Linked DNA regions of Pan troglodytes: region 1 is linked to region 2. A link is a contact called in public Hi-C data. All regions are on one chromosome and are shown on one strand. Each heading gives the region's core, a stretch centred on a gene start, on an enhancer-like site or on the middle of the called end of the contact. The rest is flanking DNA. Distances are from core to core; before and after follow the strand shown.

Region 1 (4,598 bases), core at 2,067-4,566, 49 kb after region 2:
CTAATGTCTTTTATTAACTCATCTTTTCTCAACAGATTAGAAATGGTACTTGTATCATCTACTACATTCCTGCCTGTATTTGAATCTGTTTCTAAATTTCTCTGTCTTCTATTGATCTCTATGTGTCAGTAACCCTCTTTAATTATTACCTTTTAATGATAGATTTGTTGTGTTTTAATATCTGGTAGGATTAGTCTATACTGATTATGTCTTTTATTTTCAGAAGTTTCCTACTTGTTTAATTTGCCATATGACTTTTAAATCAGCTTTTCTAGTCCCTCCTTATCTCCCACCAGAAAACTCTTAAAATTTTTCATTGTGACACACTTAGAGATTAAGGAGAAGTGACATCTATATGAAGCATCTTCATATGCAGACCAAGATGTCAGCCCCCTTGCCTCTGCTTTTTGGTGGCTAGTGACTCCCAAATTTGTACCTCTATTTTGAGCACAAGGTCTGTTCCTCACCCCTAGGAATCTCCTCTTGGATAGGGGGATCCCAAAGATACCCCATACCCTGATCCCATACTGTCCCTCCAGCTTAGTGCATTCCCCCTTCTCTTTAATCTACTCAGGTGCTCAAGCCAGATCCAGGGTCTGAAGTTGTCTTTGGTCTCTCCTGGTGTCCAAGAGCCATATCTAACCAGTGACTAAGTTCTATTTTTTTTTTTTTTTTTTTGAGACGGAGTTTTGCTCTTGTCGCCCAGGCTGGAGTGCAATGGTGTGATCTTGGCTCACTGCAACCTCCACCTCCTGGGTTCAAGTGATTCTCCTACCTCAGCCTCCCTAGTAGCGGGGAGTACAGGAGCCCACCACCACGCCCAGCTAATTTTTGTATTTTTTAGTAGAGACAGGGTTTCGCCATATTGGCCAGGCTCGTCTCTCGAACTCCTGACCTTATGTTATCCGCCCACCTCAGTCTCCTAAAGTGCTGGGATTACAGGGGTGAGCCACTGCGCTGAGCCTGTGGTATATTTGTAATCACTGATGAACCAATATTGACACAATATTATTAATTCAAGTCCATAGTTTACATTAAATTTCACTCTTAGTGTTGTACATTCTGCAGGTTTGGATAAATGCATGTCATGCGTCCGTCATTACAGTATCATACAGAACAGTTTCGCTGTGCTAAAAATGCCCTGTGCTCCATCCCTCTCCTACCCCTCTGAATCCCTGGCAACTGCTGATCTTTTTACTATTGCTAGTTTTGCCTTTTCTAGAACGTCATATAGAGTTATTGGAATCATACAGTATGGCGGCTTTTTAATACCGGCCTCTTTTACTTAGCAATATGTGTTTAAGGTTATGCTATGTCTTTTTGTAACTTGATGGCTGATTTCTTTGTATCACTAAATTTTAAAGAAATTGCCAAACTGTCTTCCAAAGTGGTGGTGATCATTTTACCCTCTCTTGGTGTATGACAGCTCCAGTTCTTCTATATCCTTGACAACATGACAACACTTGGTATGGTCGATCTTAACTTTTAGCCATTCTAGTAGGTGTTCTTTTAGAAGCAGTCCTTCTAGTGACTTTAATTTGCATTTCCCTAAGAGTAATGCACTCAGTGTTTTTTAATGTGCCTATTTGCCATCCAGAGATCTTTTTGGATGAAGTGTCTGTTCAAATGTTTTGTCCATTTTTTGACAGGCGCGGTGGCTCACCCTGTAATCCCAGCACCTTGGGAGGTAGAGGCGTGCAGATCACTTGAGGTCAGGAGTTTGAGACCAGCTTGGCTAACATGGTGAAACCCTGTCTCTACTAAAAATACAAAAATTAGCCTGGTGTGGTGGCGGGCGCCTGTAATCCCAGCTACTGGGGAGGCTGAGGCAGGAGAATTGCTTGAACCCAGGAGGCGGAGGTTGCAGTGAGCCAGGATCGCGCCACTGCATTCCAACCTGGGGGACGGAGCGGGACTCCATCTCAAAAACAAAAACAAACACCAGAAAACAAACAAATGTTTTGTCCATTTTTATTGGATTTTTATTCAATTGTAAAAGTTCTTTATACAAGGCCTACATCAGATAGAATTTTTACAAATATTCGTCCTAGTCTATGGCTTATGTTTTCATTTTTAATAGTTTCGTGCATTTTGAGGAACAAAAGCGTTTTATTTTGATGAAGTTCAATTTATTGATTTCTTCTATCATTTACAGTTTTTGTGTCATATTTAAGAAATCTGGCCAGGTGCCAAAGCTCACACCTGTAATCCCAGCACTTTGGGAGGCTCAGGCAGGAGGACTGCTTGAGCCCAGGAGTTCATGACCAGCCTGAGTAACACAGCAGGACCCCATTTCTACAAAAAATTTAAAAATTAGCTGTGTGTCGTGGCACGTGCCTGTAGTCTCAGCTACTCAGGAGGCTGAGGTGAGAGGATCTCTTGAGCCCAAGAGTTTAAGGTTACAGTGAGCTGTGATCAGGGCACTGCACTCTTGCCTGGTCAATGAAAGCAAGACCCTGCCTTTAGAAAAGAAAAAAGAAATCTTTTCAAACCCAATATTGTTAAGATTGTCTCCATTTTTTTAAAAAAAATTTTATGGTTTGGCCATTTATATTTAGGTGTGTAATCCAGTTTGAGTTAAATTTTGATGGTGTATCCTAAATAGTTATCAAATCCATCTACTTCTGCCTGCCACCTCCCTAGTTTAAACCACCCTTCTCTGTCCCTGGACACCTGCGCAGAAAGCCTAGCAGCTGGTTCCACCCATCACTCACCAGGTTAGGGAGTTCAGGCAAGTCACACCCTCTCAGGCCTCAGTTTTCCTCTTTTGTTAACTGAGGGTGAAGGTGGGGTTAGATTAGATCAGCGGCTCTTAACTTTTGAGGGGTCGTGGGCCCTAGAGTCCTGGGAACGCTATGCAGTTTCCTCAGCAAAATGCTTGCATCCACAACCTGCAAGACTGCAGCAGCTGCTGGGCTGGGGCTGCGAGACCAGCGAAAAGCCCTGACTTGGGGGGGTCTCGGGAGTCTCTGCAGTCTCCCCACCCACACCCCCGGCCTCTGCGCCGAATCCTGGCCCCCCAACTTCTTGCAGCCCGTGAAGCAGGATCTCAGGGTCCTGGGGGTGGGGAGTGGGGGCTGCCGCCCTGCTCGCAGCCTCTGCCGCCCTCTCCTGGGTAAGGTGACACATGGGCGCTTCCAGGTGGGTGGGCTGAGAGCCTGGGGGAGAGGACAGGGATGTCCACCTCTCTAAGTTTCCAGGTTCAAGAAACCACAGAACTTTAGAGAAAGATGGGCTCCCACAATTAATTGCCCAACCCCATCCCATAGGCTGCACGCATGCGGAAAGTCGGGCCGAACGGGGCAGGGACTTACCCAAGGTCACGCAGCGAGCCCGGTCCCCCTGCGTTCCCCGGGGAGCGCTGAGCCGGGACGCGGCGGTGGGGTGGGGGCGGGGAGTGGCGCGGCCCTGCGGGGTGAGGCTGCCGTTTGCTGAGTGTCCGGCAGGGGTCTGCTCGCTGCCAGCCCGGCCCCTCCTCAGAGCAGCTGCCGCAGCCCGAGGTAATCTCGGCCCCGCGCCGGGGCTGGCTGGGAACGGCGGGAGCAGCTGCGGTCGCGCGGAGCGAGGGGAGCTGGGGACGGGGCGGGCCCGGGGCTGCGGGAGGCGGCGCCGCCGCCCGATCTCCCGGGAATGCCCGCCGGGGCGCGCGTGGGCTGCGGCCGTCCGGCCCTGCAACTCGAGCTGCTGCCCCTGGTTAAAAATACCCCCTGCCCGGCCCTCCCCCTCCGCTCCCCGCGGTGCCCTTCCGCCGCGCCCCAGCCCCCCCCATCCCCCCCTGCGCTGGCCCCTCCCCGGGGACTGCTCTGCCTTTTACTAATTTGTCCTCTCGCGGAATTGGCCCCCGGCCTGCGGAGGGAGGGGCGGGGAGACACCGTGAGTAAGAGATAGTCAGAGACCGTGCCGGAGAGATAAGGGAGAGCCGAGAGGAAGCGGGGTAGGAGCCCCAGGAGGAGGAGGAGGAGAAGGAGAGAGGGAGGGCGAAGGGCGGAGGGGCGGCGGGAGGAGGGCGGGGAGGAGCGCTCTTCCTGGTTGGGCCCTGCCCTGAGCTGCCACCGGGAAGCCAGCCTCAGGGACTGCAGCGACCCCCAAACACCCCTCCCCCAGGTAAGAAGCTGGGTAGCCGAGCCGGGATTCCTTGACCCTGGCCACTGCTCCTGGGCTGAGGGGCTGCCCCAGCACGGTCCCTTCTCGGGGGCCTCTGCGTTCCTGGAGCAGGGGTGGGGGCTGGCGGAGCGGCACAGCCTAGGCGCCTGTCCCAGCCTGGCTCACCGCTGTCCCCAGGGGCTGGGCTAGGGCCCACCAGCTCTGATATCGAGCCTGCTGCGGGGGCCTGAGGAGGGGGACCCCGACCGTCTGGGGTTTTCAGCCCACGGCAAGGGGCCGGTGCACCAGGAGCTTGGTTAGTTTGGGGAGGGGGTTGCAGGCCCGTGAACAGGATCAAAGAGGCCTTCCCTGCTGTGTCCCACCTGCCCAGTTCCTTGTGCTGTCTGGAGGCTCCGCCCTGCCCCACCTGACCTGCTGGCTCACTACAGAGCTGCAAGCCCCTGACAATGGGATCCGGGAAAGGAGAGGTGGCCGGCACGCCTGGGAACTGGGAA
Region 2 (4,597 bases), core at 140-2,639:
ATCTCTGCTGCCCTCAGTTGCCCAAAGAACACCTTGCCCATCACCTTGCCCAGAAGGAAGACAAGGACAAAGGCCTGGATGTACAGGACCTAGGAGTGGGGAGAGGCTATGGTTTGAGGTCACTTTCTGCTTTCCTCTCCTTGGGACTCATCATGCAGGATCCTCCACATCCTCATCACAGTTTATTCAAAGTTAGGCAGCTGGCGGCTACTTCCCTACTTACCTGACCTCTAGCCCCGCCCCTTGCCCAGGCAGACTCCTCCTTCCCTCCCAGGGAGTTCCTCCCTCCCTGAGCCCTGAACTCACTGCCATGCTGGGGCTGGACTTGGTCAGGTACACCACAGTGGGGTAGAACTGGTGTTTGAGGTAGTAGGCGTGAGCCACCACAGCCCCGGTCAGCGCCAGGCTGGCCGCCATCATCACTGCCGTGCGGAACATTGCCCTGGCCCGGAGACCTGCATGGGGCAAGAAAATAACTTATGTGATGCTCATGCTGTGCAAAATAGCCCGGTGCCTGGCACAGCCTCAATTAATAGGAGAAAGTGGGGGGGAAAATCACATTTCGCCCTCGAAATCATCAGACAAAGAATAGCTTACGCTACCCCATTTTACAAATAAGACTCGAAGGGGTTAAGTGATCACACTGACGCAAGGCCTGGAACCTGGGTCAGTCTTGCTTCAAATCTAGGGCTCTTTCCACGCTGCCTGCCAAGCCGCCTCCTCTAGGGAGGCGATGAGGAAAAGCTGCAATGTTGGAGGAGGGGGAGCTGCACCGCTGACCCTCCGGTGGAGAAGATGGGGTGGGAGGCAACAGCAGAAATCTGCTCCAGGGGCGGGAATGCGCAGCCAGGGCTGAGAGCAGCCAAGGCACAGAGAGTAGCAGGCTGGGCAGGCGACAGCGCCGGTGACAGCTGTGTTAGGGTGGGCAGTTCGGACGCCCGCCCTGCGGGAGCGGGCGGGGAACGTCAGCCTGGAATCCTGGGGTCCCCCGACCCCCGGAGTAGTGTCAACTCAGAGCACCACAAAAACAGCGGGACGGGAGGAGCCGGGTCGCCCTCGCGGCCGCGCACCTGTGAGCACCAGGAGTTGCGGGCGTCGCAGGCAGGGCCCAGGCTTGAGCAGAGCGGCCGCACCGGCGTCTGAGGTCTCCAGCCAGCTGACAGGCCGAAAGCGTGCGGCGGGGCTGAGGGGCGCGCCGACTCCGGAGACCTCAAGGGGAAGGTTCGGGTCCCGACCCCAACCACAACTCGGGCCAGACTTCGCCCCACTCACCAGGAACCCAGCGCCGCGAGCCCGCTCAATCCGCGCGACTGCGGCTGCCCCTCCGGTTAACAACACTCCCCACCCCCTGCGAACCGGAACTTCGGGGGTCAGACACCTCACTTCCGGCGGCGCGGGGCGCGGCGTGGGTCGTACCAAGTGCGTCCTGCCCTGGCTCGCACTGCGCCCTACGTGGGCCCATAGCAATGGTGTCACCACCGTATCTGGGGCGCTGTCTACGGGGAAGGGCTGGGCAAGAGGTCCGAGAGGTGGTCGGAAGGTAATAAGGCAACAGGGGGGAGTCGGAGGTCCCCCTATTATTTATTAGTCACAGATGGTATGGCCCCTGCGCTGAGTGGCCTCCTCGGACTGGGGGACTCGGCCCCGCGAGCAGCTGGGAAGTGGAGCCGCTTGCGGGCTGTACCACCTGGAGCGGGGAGTAGGCCAGGGACAGACTATACAAGCCTAAGGGGAATGAAATGTTTTCTTAAACATTTAGGGAGAGTCACAACAGTTTGACAAATACGGTGCTCTCTGAGAGAACTGGATGCGGAAAACAAAAATTTGTCTTCTCCATGATCACCCCCACAAGTTGTGTGGGAGTGAGTTGGGTCCCGTGGCTGCCACTGATTGGTTGCGATAAGTTACGCGGCCCAATAAGAAAAAGAAAGTACCTTTGCTGTCCTATAGAAAGGGGAAAGCAGGTGAGTGGTTGTTAGGGGCGGACAGCTGCGTTGCCTAGGCCCTGGTCCCGCACCAGTTGGCTGAGAGTAGGGAAAGCTCAGTCCTTGGGCGAGTGATCCCTGGCTGGCCTCCGGGAACGTTTGCCGCGCCAGGACAGGGAGGGACAACCAGGTGTACCCGAGACTGGGAGATTAATTCCTGCTAATCTTGGGACGGAAGTGTTCTGTTTGTTCAAAGGAATTGACTTCAGCGTCGCAGGCCTGCCCGCATCTCAATGTCTGATTTTGCTGTCCATGTGTTGTTCAGCTCTGAGCCATAAGCAAGACCCCCACTGGTCCTGGGCTGCACTGTATTTTAGTTCGTGTCTGGGTCGCAGCCAACTAAGCCTGCTGATTAACAAAATGGAGCTAATGCATCCACTTTGTGCCTTGCGTTTTCCTCCGTCATCTCATTTAATCATCAATCACTAAGGTTTATGAGCTAGGGGGTGCTACCCCCTCCCCCGAAACGTGGGTAAATTGAAATTCAAAGGCTTACCAAAACCTGTCCTAGGATTGGCGCCAGGTCTGTCTGCCTCTAAATCTCTGTGCTGTTGGTCTCAGCCATCTTCCCTGCCACCTGTTGACTTGACAGTTTCAGCTTATAACCAGTCAGAGTTGGCTTCCCCGTAAGGCCACGTATAACTTTTTTTTCCCCTTTTCTTTTTATTTATTTATTTATTAATTTTTGCGACAGGGTCTTGCTCTGTCGCCCAGGCTGGAGTGCATTGGCGCCATCAGGGCTCATTGCAGCCTCGACCTCCCGGGCTCAAGCGATCCTCCCACTTCAGCCCCACAAGGTGTTGGGATTACAGGCGTGAGCCACAACACCTTGCCTATCTGTAACTTTCTAGTGACTGCATCCAATGGTTGGCTTTCAGCCCTTGCTTGACTCAACCTCTCTCCCCTTCTTGAAAGTCTCCTCCCTAAGCTTCTGTGATCCACATGCCTCTGCTCCTCTTTTCTCTCTGGCTATGCATGTGTCCTCTTCTCTTTACCTGATGTCCTTCTCTTTACTTTTCCTGCATGATTTCCTCTGCTCCAGTCCAGCCCCTGACCCAGGTGCTGATGATTTCCTTGTGTGGTCTCCAGCCGGGATCTATCCTGCTTTTAAAACAGTTCAGTGTCCCTAGACACTGTCTGCACCCCAGCTCCGGAAACGGGCATCATGCTCACTATCTGCCCCCACATCCAAACTGGTAATTAAGTCATTTATTAGTTAGTCTACAAATATGGATCAAGTGTCTCCTGTTCTAGGGACTTAGGATGTCAGTGAACAAAATATAGATCTCTACCTTTGTGGAGCTTATCCTAGTAGATGTGACAGCAAACCACAGACATAAGTGAAAAACCTAATACGCTGGAAGATGATCAGTGCTATAGGAAAAAAGTAGAACAGAATAAAGGGGATCAGGATGTGGTGGGGTACTTGAAGCTGGTTGCAGTATCAGCGAGGATAATCGGGGTAAGCTTCCTTGAGAAGGTGACATTTGAGTAAAGACTTAAAGGAAGTGAGGTTATGAGCCAAGTGGATGTCTGGGTAAAGAGTTACAGCTCAATAAAGGTGGAGCAGTGCTGCTTTGTTGAAGGAGATGAGTGTGGCTATAGTGGAACTAGTGAAGGGTGCGTAGGCAAGAGGCCAGGGCAAGATCGCATTGGCCATCACAGGGACCTTGGCTTTTCCTCTGAGTGACGTGAGAAGTCATTGGAGGGTGCTGAGCAGAGGTGTGACATGCTCTGACTTAGGTGTAATAAAGTCACTCCAGGCTGGGTGTGGTGGCTGACCCTGTAATCCCAGCACTTTGGGATGCCGAGGCGATTGGATCACGAGGTGAGGAGATCGAGACCATCGTGGCTAACACGGTGAAACCCCGTCTCTGATAAAAAAACACAAAAATTGGCCGAGCTTGGTGGCGGGCGCCTGTAGTCCCAGCTACTCCGGAGGCTGAGGCAGGAGAATGGCGTGAACCTGGAAGGCGGAGCTTGCAGTGAGCTGAGATCGTGCCACTGCACCCCAGCCTGGGCAACGGAGCGAGACTCAGTCTCAAAAAAAATTAAAAAAAAAAAAAGTCACTCCAGCTCCTGTGTTGGAATAATCTGTAGTGGGGAGGAAGGCAAGTGTGGGAGCAGGGAAACCAGTTAGGAGGCTCTTGCGGTGCAATAGGCAAGAGAGGACATCCTGTGGGTTCTACCTCCTGAGTGTCTCTAGAATTCATTCTTTCCTTGCCATTTTCACTGCCAGTGTCCTAGTCCAGACCATCATCATCTCATGCCTGGGAAAATGCAACAGTCCCCTTTCCTGTGCTTTCCTCCTCATCCGTTTTCCATAGAACGGCCAGAGAGATCTCCTGACACCTGAGCTCACGTCTTGCCTTCCCTCCCACACTCTGCCTTTCAGGCATAATGCCCGGTTGTGGGGTCTCAGGTGTACCATCCCTACCATGCCCCAGGCAGGCCCATCACCTTTTGCATATGTCTTTCCTTCTCCCGGAACGTCTTTCTCCTCAAATATCACAAAAAGCATTGCCTACTTCCTCAGGCTGGGGTGGAGTGCATGCCATCATGGCTGGCTAATTAAAAAGAATTTTTTTTGTAGCTACAAGGTCTTGCTATCA

Evidence for each region. Hi-C and Micro-C count contacts between places; a contact is called where the count stands out from the background.
Region 1: a contact with region 2 is called in a Hi-C map of induced pluripotent stem cells, with 1.9 times the contacts expected there. The contact joins the promoter of CAPN1 here to the promoter of SYVN1 in region 2. A contact is called at or near these places in 2 of 7 Hi-C or Micro-C datasets (induced pluripotent stem cells and stem cell-derived neural progenitor cells) and 1 of 1 datasets of contacts at active chromatin or transcription factors (stem cell-derived excitatory neurons).

The regions. Positions count from the first base shown.
Region 1 is chr9:67,509,708-67,514,305 of NHGRI_mPanTro3-v2.0_pri, forward strand. CAPN1 (calpain 1) reads left to right here and starts at 3,317. Exons shown (of 21, transcript XM_054662464.2): 1 at 3,317-3,500.
Region 2 is chr9:67,462,805-67,467,401 of NHGRI_mPanTro3-v2.0_pri, forward strand. SYVN1 (synoviolin 1) reads right to left here and starts at 1,390. Exons shown (of 16, transcript XM_016921219.4): 1 at 1,273-1,390; 2 at 307-455; 3 at 1-89. The coding sequence starts at 438. It overlaps SPDYC (speedy/RINGO cell cycle regulator family member C), which reads left to right and starts at 1,464. Exons shown (of 5, transcript XM_063783059.1): 1 at 1,464-1,540. The coding sequence starts at 1,467.